Regions from separate parts of the Mus musculus genome. Here region 2 is linked to region 1. The links are chromatin contacts, called in public Hi-C maps. All regions are on one chromosome and are shown on one strand. The core of a region is the stretch at or near the end of the contact, and the rest is flanking DNA. Distances in the headings are between cores, read along the strand shown. Region 1 holds the start of Ikzf2 (IKAROS family zinc finger 2). Region 2 overlaps Ikzf2 (IKAROS family zinc finger 2).

Region 1 (5,594 bases), core at 1,449-3,948:
GAGGTCAATGGCCATATTGGCGTGTTCCCCTTCGGGTGAAAGCTCATTGTCACCTGCTTTCAAAAAAATACATTCTTTTGGTTTCTGTTCATTGTCACGTAACATGTAATTACTCAGACTGCCTCATATTCAGAGGGCACTCAGAACCGAATGCTCAAGAAACATGCTTTTTTTTTTTAAAGAGAAACTACAAGGAAATAAAATACATAGTAAATGAATGAAATGTAGAGAAAACACACACACACACAGCCTATAATAGAAAAGTGAACAAACTTTATTATCATAGCATTCTTACAGGTCAATGACAATAGAGACCATCTGAGGTCCAAAATAGTTGTAGTAGAAACAGCAAGGTTTTTCTAATAATCTAATTTAATCAATATAAAGTACTTTAAAGTAAATATTTTTTAAAACGTTTGCTGGATGGTTCAAATGAGCTTGCTTTTTTAAGAAAGGTGAACTTAAGAAGCCAATTCCTTCCTATTATATGTCTGGGAAAATCAGGTTACCTAGCAGTAAATCTTTAGTACATTTCTCCCCACCCCCACCCCCCAGTAGAAGAAATATCTATAACCTGGGGTATTCTAAATTTAAATTAAACAGGGAAACCAGTCAAATAAGAAACTAAAGATCTGCTGGCTACAAGCCTTAAATAATGTCCTTTCTGAAAAAAGTAGATTTCTATGCCCCCTTCTTAGTTTGCTCCTGGTAATACTTCCTCGTATCTGTTGCAAGGGGAAATGGTGAAGAGCAAATAAAGCTGGAGAACACGTACTAAAGACCCATGGCTCAGGGACTCACACACAGGGAGCAAGAAGCTCACTTGATTGCCCACAGCAAATTAATGAAAAGGAATACTCACATGTTATATAGCCATCAATTGCGTCTGTTTCCATAGTCAAAGTGCAGTGCTGGAACACAAAAGATTGCAACCTTTACCCAAGGATTCCTCCCTGTATCTGCCATTAAATTCTTCACTTATTTCAAGCCCCAAGCAGGTAGTGCATGTTGCTCCTGCAACCTGTGCCTGAGAAACATACTACAGTGTACTGTGCGTGCTCATTTGCAAGTCATTGAACTCTCTGCAAATGATCTGATTCCTGCTGGAGATAGGATAGGGACATAGGGACGCTAAGTGTCCTGTGAGATGGGCTGTAGCAAGAGAAGAACGACTCTCTCTCGTCAAAATTTACCCGGTTTATTGGGGGAAAAAATAGGAGAGGGTAATCTCCAATTTGCCAACTGTAACTGCTATCTAAGTATTTTACCACTCACTACTTCCCACAATCGCCCTGCAGTTTGAGTACTTCCCTAGTATACAGACAGCTCTATTCACAATTGTTGCAAGTTGGTTCATCATGTTCTAATGGGGGGGGGGGGGGGGCACAGAGAACAAACAAAACATAAGAAAACAAAACAAAACAAAACTACTTAGTACTAGACTGTATCCCAAAGACTTTTGCGGCAGTTGGCCAACTCTGGCTTGTACTGACGTTTTAGCCCACCCCAAATCCTGTGTGAGCACCTGTTCCACGTACCCTAATTTCCTGCCAGACTATGGCCGGAGACAATGCCAAGCCTACTTGAGACATTCGGAGTTCCAACAAGTCAGAAACTTTTGGCTGTGCACGAGGGGAGGGGAGGATTTTCCTCTCCCCAAGTGTGAGGAATGATTTTCATGCATCAATAACACAAATACTTTTGTATCCCCAGAAACAAAAGTAAATTGCATGAGACAACACCCCCTAGCTTTGATTCACATCATAAGAAGATCGATAATCTAACTGTATTCTTTGAGGGAAAAAGTTACAGAATTGACAAGTCCTGAAAAAGATTTTTACTTATTTTTCCCCCCTTTGGCCCAGGTCCTTTTTGCCTTTAGTTTCAAAACTCTCAAAGCACCAGCAGCTAAATTATTCACAATGAGCCATTTCTGTATTGATCGCCAAGTATATTTAGCCCTAGCTCCTGGAATTTCTCCATTACTTACTGGAAAACAGGCAGCTTCACTTCTTGTCTCCAAAACCACTTCCCTTCTCCCTCCCCTCCCCTTCACCACCAGCCTCCCTACCCCCCTCCCGCCCCCCAAAAACTTTTCTTTCTTTCTTTATGGAATAATCAGATCAAATTCCCAGTCACTACATAGCAGTTAAATTCCGACCTGCTCTACTCTTATCAAATTCTTTCAATTAGGTTACGTAAGGTTTGAAAGAAAGGGACCCGGAAAGTTTTAAAGGGGAGCAGTTTCTACCGAGAGCTTACAAATGAGTCTATCTCTTTAAAAATGTACACATTTAACACACATACTAAAAAGAAGCGTCAGTTAGAAGCAAAAGAAGTCTGCGCCAACAGTGAAAGGGTTATTAAACCCTCAGTGAAGGAAAAGGAAGAAAAAGGAAGAAAAAGGAGAAAGAGAAACAAAATGTACATACAAAAGAAATTGTCCTCTGATTAAAAAACAGTCATCACCATTTCCAGCTCTGTCGGGAGCTCCCAGCTTCTTCTAACCCCTCAAGGAGGAGGTGACAATGTCGGGCTGAAGAGAAACGGAGAAAGAAAGAAAGAAAGAAAGAAGTTTTTTGTGTCCCCCCCCCCTTCCCTCCCTGCCCCCTCCAGGCAAAGCCCCCTGCAGAGTTGAAGCCGAGGAGGAGGGAAAGCACTTTACAGGTGGGTCATTCCAAGACCGAATCCAGCAAACAGATCGGCTGATAAACAAAACCAAGAAATGAGAGAGAAGGAACACTCCCCCCCAACCTCCTCCTCCTCCTCCTCCTTCTCCTCCTCCTCGTCCTCCTCCTCCCCCGCCCCCGCCCCCTCGTCCCTTTGGGATGGTCTAGTAGGAAAAGTCACTCAGGAATGGCACCACGTACTTTCAGGAAAGAGGAAAAAAAAAAAAAAAAAAAAAAAGACAGGGAGGGAGGGAGAGAAAGAGAGAGAGGTCAGTGCTACAGCAATGCGATTAACGAGAAGAGAAAAAACTTGATCCACCGGTTCCTTAAGAATCGACCAAAAGCTAAGACAAGAAAACTGAAAGAAAAAGGGGAGGGGGGGTACGAGGGGAGGGACAGTCAGGCAGAACCCAGCAAGGAACCTAGGCCAACTTCACAGGACTGTTTTGTGGCCTCTGGCAAAATAGGAAAAAAAGAAAAAGAAAAAGAAATTAAATCTTCATTCCATCTCCTTCGTCCATACCAGAACCTGTCAAAGCGATTTAACTGTTGCTGTTATACATGTGTCACACCAGATTTTTATTATTATTTTTGTTTTGTTTTGTTTTCAATCTCAACAGTATAATAGCCTCTATCCAGACAGCTGCAATCTATGCCAGGTTATCCAATCTTTCTTCTTGGAATTCAAGTTAAAACAAAGCAAAAACAAGTCCAAATCCATGACAGCTATAAAGATGAGAACTGATTAGTCCATTAACATCCCAGAAGCAGATTACAAGGAGGGGACGATACATTAAGGCAAAGGACATCATCTTCAACGAAATTCCCTGAGCGTCCTTAACAGAGATCATTTCCCTAATCAGAGCCACAACCCATCCCTCCCCAAAGAAAAGCGTCTATATTATTATTATCCCTGGTTAACAGCAACAAGTCATTCGATCACACCACACTGTTAAACAAGATTCCATATCATTACACTTAACTTTGAAAACACTCCCCCTCCCCAACCCCTTTGCAAACCATACACAAATTGATAGATAATCTATGAATCAGAAGACAAATAAAACAAGAGCTGTTCTTCCCCACGCAAAAAGCCAAGCGGAGATTTACCTCAGCAGTGCATGCAGTAAAATAATCCCATCACCCTTTTGTTTGTGTTTACTGTTAGTGTGTCCTCTCCCTCTCTCTCTTTCTTTCTTTCCTGTGCCTAACGTGTGTTTGTGCACTGCAGTTGGTGGTGGAAACTAAGGCAGTGGATCTGTAGCTAAGGGTAATCCTGTTTTTACTTCCTCCATCTTCAGCGAGGAGCAGGGTTAGCCCGGGACAGCTGGTCAAACCCCGAGAAACCGATCCGGCGGAGCCCGAGCACATCTCCCCCGCCGGCCGGGCTCGCGCAGACGCCCGCGGGCGGAGGGCGGGCAGCGGCGGCGGCGGTGGCGGCCGCGCGCGCGCGGAGGGGGTTGGGGGGGGGGTCGTCAGCGAGCGCCCGGGTCCGTGAGAGCCGGGAGCGGGCGGGCGGGTGAGCGAGCGAGCGAGCGGGCGAGCGCGCGGGCGGGAGGGGCGGGGGCGCGTGTCTGCGCGCTCGGCCGCTCGTTCGGCGCGCTCGGCAATCGATTACAGGACAAGTGCCGCGCGGCTCCGCGCCTCCTCCGCGCCTCCTCCGCGCCCCGCGCGCCCCCCGCGCCGGCTCCGCCCCTCTCCCCGCGCCCCGCTGCTCACGTTCTCCGCTGGCCGCGCGGGAGGGACGATCTCGGGCTCCCCCGGCTCATGTCGGCCGCGGGAAGTTCTCTCTCTGGCCCGGTACCTCCCCGGATTCCCGGCTCCCGGCACCCGGAGGATCTGGGACACTGAGCCGGACAGAGGGACCCTTGCGAGTGCCCTGGGAGACACGGAGCGAGCGCCACTGTCCCCATTGTGAAAGTGCTTCCCAGTGCAAGTTTAAAATTAGAGTGTTTACTTGCTGTTTATATCCACCCCTGTCCCGGCGTGTGCCACATCCACCCGAGTCAAAGGAACCGTGAGGTTCGAAAAAGTTGTTAGCCTGGAAGTGTAGCCTAGCCTTATGCCAATCACGACGTTTACATTTGTTGGGCGAAGAGCATAGGAATCGTCCTGAGAAAATAAATGCATTTTCAATCTACAAATAGCAGCATTTACTATCTTTCTTGACCACAGAAAGGGGAATAAAGAATTCTATAATTAAAGGGAAAAGGAAAATGAAAGGAGCTGAAAATACTGAACTGTGTAGTCTGAGTGGTTTAAGTTTGAAATCACATGAAATTATCAGGAGTGCCAAACAACATTTCTGAGAAACCGTATCGCATATTGTGTTGAAAATCAATGCTGAAAGAGGAGCAGGCGCTGTGCCTCCCACTCCTTTAAAGAATCCCAGAAATAGTTGCTGAGAGTTTTCTCCCTTCCCCCTTTTCCATGGAAGCAAGCCATATGACACATTGAAAATAAAATCAACTTTCACCTTAAGCACCGCTCTGCCTTGTGTTTAGATTCTGGTGTGAGCAAAGGTTCACAGTGGTATACAATGAATACACTAATAATGTCCAGTGTATCTATTTTCACTTTTTACAACCTTATTATATCTATTGTAGTTACTAAGCAATTTGTTCTTATAGGTTCAGTTCATTTTTTTTAATTATAGAAAATGATGATTTAAAGCAAATAATCATTTCATTGGGAGTAAACCACTTGTGCTCGGGTTTTCAATAATTTCCTGATGATTTTCTTTAAAGTTGCAATATCTGTGACATTGTTAAAACTAACATTTTTACCTACTCCTCAGCTCTCTGAATAAAATCCCCGCCCCCGCCCCCCCCCCCCACACACACACTTAACGTTAGATTTGGAAAGGTCAAACTAAAGAGAATCTAGGAGTCGAGTCTTTCTAATCAATTCAACAGACAGCAAATT
Region 2 (5,486 bases), core at 122-2,621, 75 kb before region 1:
CTAAAATTTCTTAGAAAATAATGGTAATCATTTTCAAACCAAACGGTAAGAACTTGCTGTTATTAAAAGTATGCTAGAGGCAGCAACTATATGCTGTTAGATTACTTTTGATATTACATAGATTGGACACATGCTGTCATTGACTAGCAGGGTGAGTAATACCCCTGGAATCATAGAGACTGAATGGTTCTGAGATTAATATAGTAAGAATCACAATGACTTAGTTCATTGTGATTCCACTTAAGCGAAGCTTTGTTGGAAAATAAAACGTAGGACTTGATTCTCCACATCCTTGTCCCAGGAACTATTTTTAAAGTTTTATTTACAAACAGCTTCAGCCCTTGAGTCTCCAGTGCTGGTTACACAGTGGTGTAATAAAAGAACCAGAGAGTAGATATCTACTCAGCAGAGGTGTTGCAGCATTAATGACCAGGGAAACTGACCTGAGAACAACACCTGAAACCACAATATAATCTGTAGAAGGAAGGAGGCAAGAAGATGTTGGGTTCGCTTGGCAGCCAGCACAATGCACTCTATTGAGAAATAACTTATCCTCGGGTACAACCTGGTTATGCTTTACTATACATTTGGGGGGGGGCTGGTCTCCTTGCTCCATTCTCTAAAGGAATCTGAGGACTTGTTAATGATAGGGGGGTGTCAAGATCCCCAGAAGAGATGGACGTTACTCACTGGAAAATGCAGACTTTCCGGCATCACTCTGGCCAAGCTCTTAAATTTGAGAAGCAAGTGATTAGAAGTTAGCAAGTGTTTCTGTAGTGGTGAGATGTAGGGTAAAGGACAATTGCTACCCTAAACTACAGGTAGCACCAAAATGCTATCGTCAACAGTTACACAATGTGAGGCTGCTGCCTACTAGGACATGGTCCCACCAAGAAGTGCTTAGATGCAGGAAAATGATGTTGGATTTTCCCATCAATACTACACTAGTGGATCTCACATCCAGCAATATTTCTCACTGTTTAAATGCAACTCCAAATTCGAGCCTGTAGAATTCAGGGAAAGAATTCCTGGAATGCTGTAAATGTTTGACTAGTTCGGGTGCGCTTAGGGGCTAGACACCACAAATGAAACTGATTTACTTTTACTACGACTAAGCTCATTAAAATAATTCTATCTTTCCTATCTGGCTAGAAGAAAGTAGAGTGATTCTGATGACCTGGGATAAAGCAGGAGAGTGACGGGATTTTGGTTTTATTCGCACACAAACATGAATAGAGGACTCTTTTTTCTATATCCCTAAAGACATCTGGAGATGACTCGCTTTTTAAGTAGTCACCACCAGGGCTATCAGTTCTTTCAGAAAGACCCCACTATGGCATTTACACAGCAGCCACTAGCTCAGCATCCCCTAGCTGGGCTCAAGCAAAGAATTCTAGGAATGGGGAAAGGAATGGTATATTAGGTGGAGAGGTTAGTGAGGAATGGGAGGAGGGGGAGAAGGCACACTCCTCATCCCTATCAGCCGACTATTATTAACTATTATGCTGATGGAATGGAATCTAACTTTATACTGGCTGTGGCTGGCTTTGCTCCAGGTTCACCACTATTGCCAAACAGACTGTGGTTTTCTTAAGTGATCTGGCCTTTGCGCCCTAAGAATCTGTTAATGCAATAAGGGGAGTCTCAAAATCCTACAGCATACACTGACTCTACAGAAAAAAAGAAGACAAAATAAAAATTCTAGAATATGAATCCACTTGAAATCAGTAATTTTAACATTTAAGGTCAAGGGTAAGGGAAAGTCTCATCGGCGGAAAACCTGAGCCAAATCAAAGGTTGTGGAACTCAACCTAAAGATCAACCCAAGTGGAGCAAGAAACTGGCAATCCAAAGGTGATCTGTCGATTGCATTTTGACTCATTACTTCCTTGGGAACTTTGGTTTGCATACAGTATGGTAGATCCTATTTAAGAGGCCATGACCACTACCTCACAATAGTAAACATACTGATAAATCATAAGCCCCCATATACTTACAGAATTCAAATTTGTGGGTTATAATACTTCCATGAAGGACAACAATACAATTCAAGTAAGATATTATCAGTGCAAATCCTAATCACATTCCAAAACATTTAATCTCAGCTTAAAAATCCTACTCCTTTTGCCAACAACAACAATAATTAAAAACAATTAAAGATATTTATTGGGTGCTAATTGCATGTCAAGCACTGTCAGGGATTCACCAACATGATCCGGCTTTAATCTTCAAAACAACCCAGTGAAAACAAGGAATATTTGGTGACTTGCACATGAGGATGCCAAGTCGTAAAACCTCCTGGCAGCCCTGGTCTCCACCATACACCTAGGAGTTTCACAATGGCCACCCTGAGCGAGAGCAATCTGACTCCGTAATCCTTTGGCTCAGACACATGTCTTTGATGAAGACATGTTCATCTGCATGACTTCTAGAAATGAATCTTTACGTTCACCTGTTTCCAATAGAACTCTCCCTGTCAATCTCCAAGTCTACTCCTCTCCACTCAAGAAGGCCCATGAGTTTTTATTGAAGCAAAAACCCAGAAGCCCTTGTGGATGCCCCCTTTTCTCCTCACTTCTAATCCAATACCACCATGCTGAAGACTGATGACTTAATTTTTCTACTCTGTGACTGCCTCATTTGATAGAGAAATGTTGACATTAACACAGATATATAGTCATGTGAAATTAATTAAACATTTAGTGAAAATAAAATAGAGTTACTTCAAAACAATTTTGGTATAAGGATAATTTTACCTTTTTTAAAAAATAAAAGCCAATGTGTATACCAATGAAGTGGATGTGATTATTACGCGGTTTTACATAAAGGACAAAGTCTTGGCTGAATGTGATGCTTTAAAACATAGAGCATCTTCCATGTTTTCATAGTTGACCCACTTTGGTGGTTTGAATGAGCATAGTCTCCCAAAGCTCATATATTTGACTCTACTAGTCCCAAGTTGGTAGAACTGTTTGGGAAGGATTAGAGGTGTTATCTACATCTGGTAGTCCTTGAGGTTTCAAAAGACTGAAACAATTCCTAGTGTGCCTCGAAGTCTCCTGCCTGCCAGTTCAGATGTGAACCTTCAGATGTTCCCACTGCCATATTCTGTCATCATGGACCCCAAACCTCTGAAACTGTAAGCCCAGTTAAATGTTTTCTTTTTTAAGATGTCTTGATCATGGTGTTTTATCACAGCAATAGAAAAGTAACCAAAACATTGATATTTAGATTTTATAATCAGCAATGCTGAGAATACTGCTTCATATAAATATGGAGTACAGAATGGGCAAAATGTGACTAGACCATTAGATAAAGTAATAGAAAGGTTGTCCTAATCCTGAAACAAAATCCAAAGGGCACGATTTAATGGAACTTCCATCTTCAACTTAATAAGCAACTTTTTAAATCAAACAGCTAACAGCGCAATCCAAAGGTGGGTCAATTTAATACACGTTGGACAAAACTATTAAGCCTTTGTTTTCTGTAAACTCTTGTTTCTTCAGGAGCCGAATACATAGTATGTACAGACAATGTGATCCTTAACATGCTATATCCTTGAAGCTGAGCTAAAGTGTTTCAGGTAGCATTCATTAGCACTGTACAGTGAAGTGGGCATGCTGCCTGTTCAGCAGGAAGGCTGCAGTTGGGTCATGTCATGCCCCGCTATGGAGGGCTGCCAGACATGCTCTGGATGCATTACACATTTGACTTTAAACTAGTTTTTCATTATTACATATTTAAGGACTGTTTTTGAAAAGTGTGTGTGTGTGTGTGAGTGCGTGCGTGATTGTGTGTCAACTATGTGTGTATAAAAAATCTCCTAGAGCTGGAGTCAAAAGTGTTTTGGGACACCTGACTTATTACATGGTTGTTAGGGTCTAACTTCTGGTCCTCATGATTGAACATCTGATCCATCTCTCCAACCCAGTTTCTAAATTTCTCAAGAAGCCTATATTCAGTTGCACAGTCTAAGAAGAAGCTGGGCGTGGGGCCAGAGTGATGGGTCGGCAGTTAGGAGTGCTTACAGCTCTTCCAGAGGACTCATGATTAGTGCTCAGCACCTATACCAGGTGTAACCAACTGAGGCTCAAAAGCTACCTCCTTGGGCCTCCATGAGCACTTGTATTCATGTGCACATACCTACACATACAGGCAAACCCTCCCCACACCTCTGATCCAACTGGATCTCTTGGATCATCTTCATATTCCTGCAGTCCTTCTCATATACTGCCGGGCTGGCAAGACAGTTCTGTCTGTCCACTCTCTCAAGTCCTGGGCTTAGGCCTTTAGAAACACAGGACATCCTCTACTGTAAGGCCACTCCCTCCTTCAAGCCACTAATACCACACTAACGAGCTTGCTGCTTCTCAAATACACCAAAGGCACAAAGTTCTTAGTTACTAGTAACAATTCCATCAATATGTCTAATCCTTTGTATAAATATTAGAAAACTTGGCTGACACATCTGGATCCCCCCAACTTAATCTCCACTCATTAGCCCTGGGCTGTTGGTAAGCACCTATTTGCATGGCCAGCTTTATTCTTTAAGGGAAGGAAGAGGAGGCATCTAAACTAGGGGTAACTAATCCTAAGTACAGGAAAGAAAATGCTGTCTACCATTTGTTGTTCTTCAGACTGTTTGCTTAAGATCAAATGCTTAGAGTATAAAATTGAGGATCTGCAATGATAGAACTGTTTTATAAGACGTGAACTCCAGAATAAAGATATGATCAGAAACTAGTCAAGAGGCATGTCCTAGTACTTGAAGTACAAGCCCATATGAAACAGTTTGGCAGAAGGCTGGGGTCAGGGTTCCTTTTAAGAAATCTGTAACTGGGGTTGGAGTGATGGCTCAGTGGTAAAGAGCACTGACTGCTCTTCTGAAGGTCCTGAGTTCAAATCCCAACAACCACATGGAGGCTCACAACCATCTGTAATGAGATCTGATGTCATCTTCTAGTGTGTCTGAAGACAGCTACAGTGCACTTAACTATAACAAACAAAATCTAGAAGGAGAAGAAGAAGAAGAAGAAGAAGCAGCAGCAGCAGCCGCCGGCCATATCCACACATGGCATCCTGCATATGAACGCTAGCTTTGAGTTTCAGAATGGGTTTCCCAGGCTAAAGAGGAAGAAACCTGGAATCCAGGGGAGAAATTAAAACCACAGTCAAAAAATGAAAAAAAAAAAAAAAGTCAAAAAATGGACAGGTCTTAAGGACATCTCGGTTATTAGAAACAGTACAGGGAAGGAGAAGGTCCATGTCTCAGTCCTGTAAGAGAACAGCAACTACTAGATTATGCTCTATAATGTTCCCGTGTCCTATTGGAAGTCACTGCCTGGCAGAATATAGGTTTAGCCTATAGGGAGGAAAGGAAATCCTTTCTTCTTCTCTTCCTCCTCCTCCTCCTTCTTCTTCTTATTTTCCTCCTTCTCCTCCTTCTCCTCCTTCTCCTCCTTCTCCTTCTCCTTCTTCTTCTTTGC

The links. Hi-C and Micro-C count contacts between places; a contact is called where the count stands out from the background.
Region 2: a Hi-C map of pancreatic cancer cells shows a contact between it and region 1, with 4 times the contacts expected there. The contact joins the enhancer-like site here to the promoter of Ikzf2 in region 1. A contact is called at or near these places in 1 of 39 promoter capture datasets (the 3T3-L1 cell line), 1 of 15 datasets of contacts at CTCF or cohesin (CD8 T cells), 9 of 484 Hi-C or Micro-C datasets (the Ba/F3 cell line, the G1E-ER4 cell line, the HL-1 cell line and 5 more), 4 of 115 datasets of contacts at active chromatin or transcription factors (the HPC-7 cell line, the SCID.adh cell line, bone marrow-derived macrophages and 1 more) and 2 of 9 other capture datasets (adipose tissue and liver).

What each region holds. Positions count from the first base shown.
Region 1 is chr1:69,683,262-69,688,855 of GRCm38.p6, forward strand. Ikzf2 (IKAROS family zinc finger 2) reads right to left here and starts at 2,699. Exons shown (of 8, transcript NM_011770.4): 1 at 2,433-2,699; 2 at 863-911; 3 at 1-53. The coding sequence starts at 896.
Region 2 is chr1:69,609,955-69,615,440 of GRCm38.p6, forward strand. The region is part of intron 3 of Ikzf2 (IKAROS family zinc finger 2); the gene reads right to left. Among named protein-coding and RNA genes, the nearest start is that of Ikzf2, 73 kb to the right of the region's middle. Within about 2 kb of position 1,372, at least 28 of the 459 cell types and tissues checked have an H3K27ac peak or open chromatin away from gene starts, as enhancers often do. A contact at or near this core is called in the G1E-ER4 cell line, adipose-derived mesenchymal stem cells, embryonic fibroblasts and 1 more, where this site is marked.